Linked DNA regions of Ovis aries: region 1 is linked to region 2. The links are chromatin contacts, called in public Hi-C maps. All regions are on one chromosome and are shown on one strand. The core of a region is the stretch at or near the end of the contact, and the rest is flanking DNA. Distances in the headings are between cores, read along the strand shown.

Region 1 (4,978 bases), core at 2,077-4,576, 170 kb after region 2:
TAGTTGGATTGTAATCAGTGCTAAACTATTTAGGTGCCAAAACCAAAATGAGATAGTTAATGCTCGATTTGAAATGGAAAGAACTTGATCACCTGGGTAAGGCTGGGCTTGTCACAACTTGGAGCAAAGTATATTGGTTTCCTGTCCCAGATGACATTTCCATGTACCTGAAAATTGATAGTATCGACTTTTTTTTTTTTCTAAATTCAAATCAATTAGAACTAACTCAATGAAGGTTATTTTACAGTAAAAAATAAATAAGCCTCTGCTGCAAGTACTTAATATTTTCCTTACTGTTTGGGAGATATCCCAGGTGTGTGTGTGGTGGGAAGCACAGAGAAAGAGAAGAAAGCCTGGAAGTGATATGTACTGTTATTTTCTATAATGAAATGTCTCCATCTAGTGGAAGTTCAGAGCGGTAAATGTCACCGCATTAAAATGATAATGGCTCCAAAGCAGTCCTTAAACACGTGCAGTGTGCAAAGAAAAAAATAAACTTCCACATATGTTCTTAGAGGATGTCCTTACAACTGCAGGCATTTCCCTTGACAGATGTAGAAATGAAACCAATACAAACTGTTACAATGTTAACATTTGTAATGTCATAATTTGAACCTGAAAGGCAGAGGGACAAGCTCGGGGAGCTGCGTAGGGTAGATTCCACACAGCCAGCACCAGTCTGGTTCTTAAGTTGGGTGGTGGGTTCACAGGGGTTCACGGGTTCACAGGTGTACCTGTAGTCTTTGGGATGCATAAGTTACTCCTTGAACTAAATTTAAAATTATTAATAAAGGAATTTCTGGGTGCAACTATCTCCCTCTTTTGATCGCTTTGTTTAAATTTAATAGAGTAATGAAAGACTGAAACACTAATTCGAACATCAGTTTTTTAAAGGCTTTGCCAGCACCCTGTTTGCTTGTGAGCCTTTCTGTGTGGCTTGTGCCACCTGACACTTCCCACAGCTGCACCTGTAGCACCGATGGGCTTGTCACCGTCTGTCTGTCGTGTGAAATCCTGTCTGGAGTGGCTGCTCATCATCACCTTGCTCAGGGTCAGGCTTTAGAGGTTGGGTCACAGAGTGAGGCTTGCGTTTAACATGGAGGCTGGTCGTCCTCCACCTAATTGCATCCATCTGGGGAGGATCCTGACCAGGGTCCGGAGCCAACATTTCTCTTCCCTGTCGGAGGGCTTTGACACACAGGTCAGTGAAAAAGTTATTTCAAACAAACAAAAAAACCAGCCTGGAATTGCCCTTGCTTCCTCCAAGGACCAAAAAAGGCAAGAGAGAAGGTGCTAGGCATCTGGTGATCAAAAGTCTGGGAGGCCTCCATCTGCTCAGGGGCAGTTGGGTCCTCCCTTGCTCCTCCTGCTCTTGACCACAGTCTCGTGGAGGCCTCTGTGACACCGTCCGTGTCAGAGCTACAGCCCCACATACACACTGACCTTTGTTGATGGAGGCGGAGGCGCACACTCTGCTCCGCCCGTGCTCTCTGTCACGTGCAGCTGTGTGAGTCTGATCGTATGAACTCTGACCTTTCCATCTATTCATTTGCCTCAAGCTGAGTCATGTTTCACGTCCCCCTTTCCGTCCGTCTGCCCACAGCACGGAGCGCCCGACAGATGAGGCCATGCTGTGGCTGAGACACCGGGCTGAAGTGCTGAGACTAAGACTCTCAGCCTCTTAGCGAGGTCTTTTCCTCCCCCTGCACTTGCGCCCACACAGCTGCACCCACCCTTCCTCCCCTGCCCCCCAGACTCGGGCCAGTGCTGTCAATACCTGATGAAATAACCTCAGAGTGAAAATGTTATAACCCACTGTAAGCTTTATTCTTCTACCCATTTTCTTGAAAGCAAACAAGGCAGATATTCAGAGGGCCTGCATCCTTTATTGGGCCTCCTGACAGGCCACCTTTCTGAAATCATATATAACTATGAAGGGCTTCCCAGGTGATACACTGGTAAAGAATTCACCTGCCAATTCAGGAGACTCAAGAGATACAGGTTCGAGCCCTGGGTCAGGAAGATCCCCTGAAGTAGAAAATGGCAAGCCACTCCAGTACTCTTGCCTGGAGAATCCCATGGACAGAGGAGCCTGGCGGGCTACAGCCCACGGGGTCACAAAGAGTCAGACATCACTGAGCGACTAAACACACAGACACACACATGCAACTACAGTGTCTGCCTGCTGTCTGTCTGTCCCCTTCTCCCTTTTTCCTTTCTTTCTTTCAAATCATTTACTAGCTGACAAAATAACGTTAAAGCCAGTGGCCTGCATAGAGGTACCAGGATGCTGGGGATGAAGTAGAGACTGTTAGCCAAATTAGCACAATCAGTGCATCCTGTATTTTCTCCCAGCTTCATTGAGATATAATTGGAAATATGACATTGTATAAGTTTAAGGTGTGCAATGTGATGGGTTGACAGATGTATGTTGTGAAATGTTTACTACAAGAAGGTTGGTTAACACATCCCTCACTTCACATAATTATGATTTTGTTGTTGGTACAATGTTTTCCTTAAGTGGGCAGTGATTGAGTTCCCTTCCCCTCCAAGTTGGAGACACTTACCAAGCCAAAGGGACTTAGTGGGCGGTGCTAGTGGCAAAAAAAAAAAAAAAGACCTGCCTGCCAGCGCAGGAGACATAAGCCACAGAGGTTCGATCCCTGCATCAGGAAGATCCCCTGGAGTAGGAAATGGCAACCCACTCCAGCATTCTTGCCTGGAGAGTCCCATGGAGCCTGGTAGGCTACAGTCCATAGGGTTGCAAAGAGTCGGACACAACTGAAATAACTTAGCACGCACCAAGCCAAATGCCCTCTTCCCCATCAGTGCTCCCTTGTGAAGGGTCATACATTCTGAATTCATAAACAAAGCGAGAGGTGACAGACAAAGCTGGACTCCTCTCCCAGCTAATGTGGATTGCATGCATTTGATCCTCGCAGAAAGCTGTGTGGGAGTTGTTTGGAAAAATCAGGTAGTAGAATGACTAGAAGGTGGTCATGTGCTCCTACTACACCGAGTCTGTGACTGCAGAACACTGAACTTGTGGACATATTCACTTCCTTTTCTCTTTTTTTTTTCCTCCAGGGAAGGAGATTGGTGGGAAGCGCGCTCCTTGACAACTGGAGAGACGGGTTACATTCCCAGCAATTATGTGGCTCCAGTTGACTCCATCCAGGCAGAAGAGTACGTTTTGCTGTTTTCTCTTAACTACTTGCTTTTCCAAGTTAGTTGCCCTGATAAATTCATTAACCTTGTGCAAGAGGAAGAAGCAGTTCCCTGGAGCCATTAAGCGGGGAGCGGATGTGGCGGTGCTGTGACCTTCAGGCCCTATGCCGTGGTTTTTGCCCCATTGCGTAATGCTTGTACCCTGATTAACTTAATGTTTTTCTTAAAGCCTGCTCACTTTTTTTTTTTTTTTTCCCTGCTCACGTTTTAAAAACATTTATTTCGAGAAGAAACTTTATAGTAGCACCTCAAATGAAAACCCAGTATTACTTGCCATATATAGAAATAACCGTAAGAACGTGATGAAATTCTAGAGCCTGCATTACTGGCCACTCCAGGATCTAAGCCTGCAGTCTGCTGAAGAAAAGAGGGGAGGGGAAGGAAGAAAGGAGGGATGGAGACAGAGAGAAAGGGAGGTGTAAGTAATTGTTCAAGATCAATTGGAGATTTTTCTCCTCAGCGTACACGGGTGTTAAAGGGGTGCTGGAAAGGCATACCGTTCACACCCCAGGTAGGAATAACTCACGTGCAGTGTGTTCTGCCGCTCAGCAAGCCCCGTGGTCATGCGCTTCAAATGGCCCTTTGCTTTGACATGGAGTCTCAGGTGGCTTCTTTCTTAGCAAATTGTGACTAGCAGTTAGTGCAAGGGGTTCACTGATAGCGGTTTCAGAAGATGGTCGATGGGCTGAGGGAATATCCCAGAAGGAGTGACCCTAGTTCCTCCCCCTGGCCTGTGGGGATTCATGGGCATTTCCAAAGCTGAGAGCTGTGAGGATGGCTCGTGTGGCGGCCCTCCCCTCTGAACTGAGGGCGAGGGAGGTGGATCAGGATCTCCCGAACGCGGGAGCCGGGCCTTGCCCCACCGCCCACCACACTGCCCCGATACCTAGGGGACCCGCCTCTGCTGCCGGAGGCAGTTCTGACTTTCCAGCAAGGTTGCTGAGAAGAGTCGGCCCCGGAGTCCACGCTTTGGCTCTGATGTTTAACATGCCTGGCGCTTATGTCAGCACTGCAGGGACAGCTAGACTCCCCTGTGGGATGTCTTGCTTGTCTTTAATTCCCCTGTATCTCCTCTAGGAAGATCTGTTCTGTTTTCCACTGTTGAAGACTCAGTGACTCTGAGCTCCTTTTTGCTCTCAGTGAGTGTTTCATCATCAGTGAATAAAGGAATCTGCCCTGAATCATTATTTTAGGGCAGGTTTGCAAACATCTCTGTGTTCTTTCAGAATAAAAGATGCCACCAAAATATACCATTACTTTGACTGAACTGGGAACCTACCCAATATACGTTTAAGTTATGTTTGTAACAGTTCTTTAAAGAAGAAAATAACATTTAAAAAATAATACCCATGGTTTCACATGTGCGGTTTATTACCATTATCTTAAAATACGATTGCCTTAGTACACTCTATTGTTCTAATGGTTCCCTTTTCACCATTGTTCATGTTTACACTGCATTTTAATTGGGTTATTGATACAAATCTGGAAAATCATTTCCCACAAATCATTGGTGTAGTTCCTTTTATAGCCCCTAGCACAAGGTTAGGATTGTTGCAGTCTTGTGCCTTTAAAAGTCACAAAGGAGCTGGCATGCAGTGTGTCTTTTCTTATCTTCAGGGAAGCTCGCTCATTCACAAAAGAACTTGACAGTGAACACATAATAGCTGTGTTCATGTATAATGAATTGAAACTTCATTTTAGAAACTGGATCCTTTCACAGTCAAACATTCTAAAAATTGTCCCTGTGCAC
Region 2 (5,095 bases), core at 749-3,248:
CACTCTCTGCCACTCCTGCTCCTTCTGCCTTCAATCTTTCCCAGCATCAGAGTCTTTTCCAATAAGTCGACTCTGTATCAGGTGGCCAAAACATTGGCGCTTCAGCTTCAGCATCATTGCTCTAGACAATTGCCTCTCCATTCCAATCCATAGAAAACTAGGAGAGCCATGGCAGGCTAGTACTGAGAAAGAAGAGCCTCTTCTCTTGAGATAAACAATTCTTGGCTAGATGAAGTTTGCGTTCTCTTGTATGGAAATTTCTAGTCCTAGTTGGGGTTCCATTTCTTGGGATTATGAAATAAATAATCAACACATAATTTAAATATGATTTCATTCAGTATTTTAAGGAAGAAAGAAACCCAGTAATCACACTATACAATCACTTTAAATTTAGTTTTTAATTTCTCTTGTCCTCAGTTTCCTCATTTGTAAAATGGGGATTTGTTTAACAAATGTTAGCAACTTTAAAAAGTATTGTGTACCTACTGTATAGCATAGGGAACTCTGCTCAGTACTCTGTAATGACCTATATGGGAATAGAATCTAAAACAGTAGATATATGTATATGTATAACTGATTCACTTTGCTGTACAGCAGAAACTAAGACATTGTAAATTAACTATACTCCAATAAAAATAGATTAAAAACAAACAACCCCCTCCCCACCCAATATTGCACAGATTTCTCAGGGGGAAGTTTCCATATAAATACCTCTTAGTTTAATTTTTTTTTAAGTACTATGTATCCAAAAAAAGGCAGAAAAAGTGACTGGTATTTGAAAACTACAGTCAAAACTTAGTGGGCAGGAAAGGTAATATTATAGATTTTGAACATAGAAGCAGATGCCAATTCACTTATATTTCTCAGAGCGCTATATTTTGCTGAGGGGGTAGGGTAGGATTCTTGCCAAAATCATTAAGAAGAATGAATCTGAGCATGCCTTAGAGTAGAACTTTCAGTAAACAGGAATTACCTATAAAGAAAATCAGGAAGCTGAAGTGTTTGCTTTTTTTTTAATGAAGTTACATCCTGCCATAGAAATGCTGGATAGGAAATAAAGACTGATGCACTCCCAGTTGTATATTAAACCAGCTATTATTTCATCAAGGAAAATCTGAGCAAAAGCTCAGATTTAGAGAAGGAAAAAAACCACGGGAAGGCTGAATTCATGAGAAAACAAAGACAACCAATGGCTACAATTGAACATGCTTTTGGAAAAAGCTATACAAACAAACACCCACTCTGTGATTGCAGATTCCATAGTAGTCGCTTGCCCTCTCCACCCCTTACTCGTATTTCCCTAATACTTCCTGCAGACTTTGCTTATATATATATACATATATCAGAAGACTATCAGTTCATTCTAATTTATTCCGTTTTATCCCCTTCCTTTTCTTCCTCCCCCTCCTTATAATTACTGATAATATTAACCGCGCGTTTCCAGGTTTCTCTTTTTTCCAGGTTTCTGTGATGGGATTCTCCCTTGCTCCGCACTCTTCGGTTTGATCAGAGAAAACAATTTAATCATCCTAACAGTTTCCCAATTTATCCTCCCACCTTCAAATTAAAAGACAACAGAAAGGAAAGATAGCCCTTTCTCAAGGCAGGTTCCCATGGTTTTGAGGGAATGGCAGATGCCTTTCTGCAGTAGCGGCTGCAACCTTCTCCAAAGCAGAAACTGAAGCTCACACTCTCCTCTTCTTTCCTTACCCTAACCCACTACCTCAAGTCCACGTAAACCTTAAAAAACACACACGCACAACTCCTCCAATCTAGTATCCCCTCTCACACCCTTACACCACAAGCACGCCAGGATGCCCAATGCCACCGGAACGCTCTGCCCACTCGGTGGCCCCACCCATCGCCGCCCCGCCCCCGCTTCAACCACCAATGGTCGCCGCCCGCTGCTCCCGAGGGGCTCGTTGATTGGACAGTGGAGCCTGCCACTCTCGCGGGGCCTCCCGCCCTCCCTCACTCCCCGCTGGGGCTGGAGGGGCTGGAGCATCAGCGCGAGTAGCTCGGAGCAGCCGCGGCAGCGGCGGCGCGTCGTTGCAGTTGCGCCATCTGTCAGGAGCGGAGCCGGCGGGGAGGGGGCTGCCGCGGGAGAGGAGGAGGGGTCGCCGCGAGCCGAAGGCCGCCGAGACCCGCCCGCCAACCGGCCGAGGGAGCAGAAGAGAGGCTGCCCTCGGAGCCGCGCGTCCATCACCGCCCGGGCGCGCGGCGCTTCACCCCGCGCACCGAGGGCTCCCCAGGCGCACACAAAGCCGCCGCCCGCGCCTGGGAGGGATCCAGTCGCCGGGCCGGGGACACCCGGCGCCGCCCCCTGGGCACTCTCAGAAGGCCCACCGGCTCCCGGGCCCGCCGAGCAACCACCGGAGCCGCTTCGGCCGCGCCGGAGGAGGCGGGGAGTGGACCATGTGAATGGGCTCCGGAGCCTGAGCGCAGCGCAGGTAAGCGGCCGGGGATGCGCCGCGGGGCCGCGGGGATGCTGCGGAGATGCGGGCCGCGGGCGCCGAGCGCAGCGCCGCCCCCGCCGCGGGGCCCGGCGCTGCAGTCTCTTGGCCATCGTTGCCTCTGGGGCTCCCCGCGGGGCTGCCAGGGAGTTGGCCTTGCTTGGAGTCTTGCTGTGGTCGCTCCGGAGGACACCTCTGCGGGCTGCAGCCCCGAGGTAGCGCAGGGCTGGGGGGTCCATTTCCTCAGGGTGTGAATAGGGATTGGCTTGGGGGGTGGCTAGGCCGGCCCAGACTCCGCCTCCGCCCTCTTTTCGGGGCCCCCCGCGGGGACCCGGGCTGTGTGTGTTGTTTTAATGTCAGGGATGATGTAATCACTTAATAATTGATGCCCCGTGCTGCTTCCCTCCCCACCCCACTCCACCCCTGCCCCACTCCTCCACCTCTCGGCCTCCTCCTCCTGTGGCCGTCGCCTTTCCCATCGCATCCTCCAGCTTATTTCTGGCACCTCCCTTGCACTTCCCCCATCCTCCCCTCGACTCTTCCTGTGCCACCACCCACCCTTCCCCAGTCCCCCGTGCTGGAGCCTTAGCTCCTCTTCCTCTGACCCCTCCAACCCTCCTGCTCCCTCAGGCTCCTTTCTCCTTCCTTCTCAGCTCTCTGGATTTCCTCTCTACTTCCCTAGATCGATGACTGTTTTTGTTTGGTCGCCTCCCCTCTCTTATCTCTGCGGCCACAGGCGGAGGGGACTGAGCCAGAAAGAGGCCACCAGGCTTGGGCCTCGGCGGAGATTTGCTGGGACTGAGTGAGAAGAGGGATAATAAAATCACCCTTCTCGCCCCTCCTCCCACCAATAAATCACACAGACTCGCGGGGTGTGTGTGTGTATGTGTGTGTGTGACACAAAGAGCCCTTTCAGTGCACAGAGAGGAGACGCATAAAGTGCCCAAGGGTGGGCGCGATGCTTCTTGTTTCTCTTCCCTGGGGCTTCCCTTTTGCTCAGATAAAGCAGTTGATCTTCTCTCTGAGAGTCTTTCCTGCCACATTTACCAAAAAATAAAAGGCCCCAGATGCAGGGTGGCAGGTGCTGCCGTTTTGCTGTATTCATGGACCGGTAGTGTTGACTGGCGGCTGCAGTACTTCTTAGATTGAAGGGGGAATTGATTTCAGCTGTCTGAAGAGTTGCTTTACTCTCAGGGTAGCACCCTCCCTTGCCCAGTTTTAACTCCCTTTCATGGTAGGGGGTAGGATACATGGGTGTGGGAGAGGGAGAATTTTGTTTCCAAAAGAGAGTTATATTGATGTTTGCTAGGAGTGAGGCAGCCTAACTTGCTTCTCTCAAGTCTAAGGAGGACTGAAGTCATTTGAAATGAAGTCTTGTCCACCCAGTGATGGTTGTTTCACCCTTGTATTTAAAGAAGCTCCTGGGGACATTGCTAACACAGCAGTAAGTCGGTATTTGGAAGACTACTGGGGACTGTGTCTCTCTTGCCTGCTTCAGGGTACCCTTCAGACAGCCACTTCCTTCCTCTCACCGCCAAGCCACTGCCGTACTTTCCACCCTTTGTGCTCTTTCTCCCAAGTCCCTGCCCCTCTGCCCCTCGGGTCCTGTGCTTTCAGACAAGGGACTGATTTTTGGAGGAAGTGGTTTTGTTAATTGTCTCAGGTGTTGGAGGCACTTAGCTATGAGCGAAGAAGGTAGAGAATCTTTTGCCTGATCTCTTAAACCATCTGCTTGATGTTCCTCTTAAAAAGGAAATGTAAATGTAAATCTGGGGGCTTAATGTTCCATTCTGTAAGCCAGTGACTGTTACATGCTTAATCAATAATGTCAAAACTTAGGTCGAACCCATTGATTCCTAAGAGCATGGCTCTTTGACTGTTATAAGTAATAGAACTGTCTCAAGTTCTTCAAGAATTTTATTAGAGAAGAATTGTTATGGTTCATTAAACATTTACTCCTGCACTTTCTAAGGACATTCATCTTGGAACATTTTATATTTTAAAAAAAGCAAAAGGGTTAATGAGGGTAGTGTTCAAAACAAAAAAACAAAGCCTTGTTTGTTTGGCCAAACCCAGGAAAGAAAGTGCACAATAAGCTCACCCTCTGTTGACCGAGTTCAAGAGAGTGGTGAGGTTGAATGTGAACAAATGCATATTCTGCTTTCTGTACTTTTATTCTCTGCTTTCTCCTGGGTCTGAAATCTCCTAACCCCATCTGATTTGCTTGGGTTCTGTTAAACCTAAGGCCCAGCTCAAAAGTCTTCTACTCTGGGATGCTTTCTCCTCCTTTCCCCTTCAAGCAAATCACCATGCCTCCAATTTTGCTTTCACACTTCAGCAGCTGGCATTATGGTTGGCACGTGTCTGTTTCCATCATTAGTTGATCAACACATTGAAAGAAGGAACCTGGTCTTGTTTCAACAAATGTGTTAGGTCTTTGGTATGTGCTAAGCACCTGGCTTAATTAGGCTAATATTAGCAGCTATAACAAATAGGCCTGCAAAAATATAATGACTCAAAAGTAATAGATGTTTATTATTCCTCATGTAATAGTTCAAAATGGGTATTTCTGATCAGTGGGTGACTTTCCTCCATGCAGTGATTCTGGGCTCCAAATTCCACCATGCCTTGGCGCTCCATTG

Evidence for each region. A called contact is a pair of places that touch in the nucleus more often than the background predicts.
Region 1: a contact with region 2 is called in a Hi-C map of liver, with 5 times the contacts expected there. The contact joins the enhancer-like site here to the promoter of FYN in region 2. A contact is called at or near these places in 3 of 16 Hi-C or Micro-C datasets (hypothalamus, liver and tail adipose tissue).

Annotation. Positions count from the first base shown.
Region 1 is chr8:26,049,570-26,054,547 of ARS-UI_Ramb_v3.0, forward strand. It overlaps FYN (FYN proto-oncogene, Src family tyrosine kinase), which reads left to right. Exons shown (of 14, transcript XM_060419485.1): 6 at 3,088-3,186. Among named protein-coding and RNA genes, the nearest start is that of TRAF3IP2, 84 kb to the right of the region's middle. Within about 2 kb of position 3,327, at least 6 of the 54 cell types and tissues checked have an H3K27ac peak or open chromatin away from gene starts, as enhancers often do. A contact at or near this core is called in liver and tail adipose tissue, where this site is marked.
Region 2 is chr8:25,878,750-25,883,844 of ARS-UI_Ramb_v3.0, forward strand. It overlaps FYN (FYN proto-oncogene, Src family tyrosine kinase), which reads left to right and starts at 1,999. Exons shown (of 14, transcript XM_060419485.1): 1 at 1,999-2,450.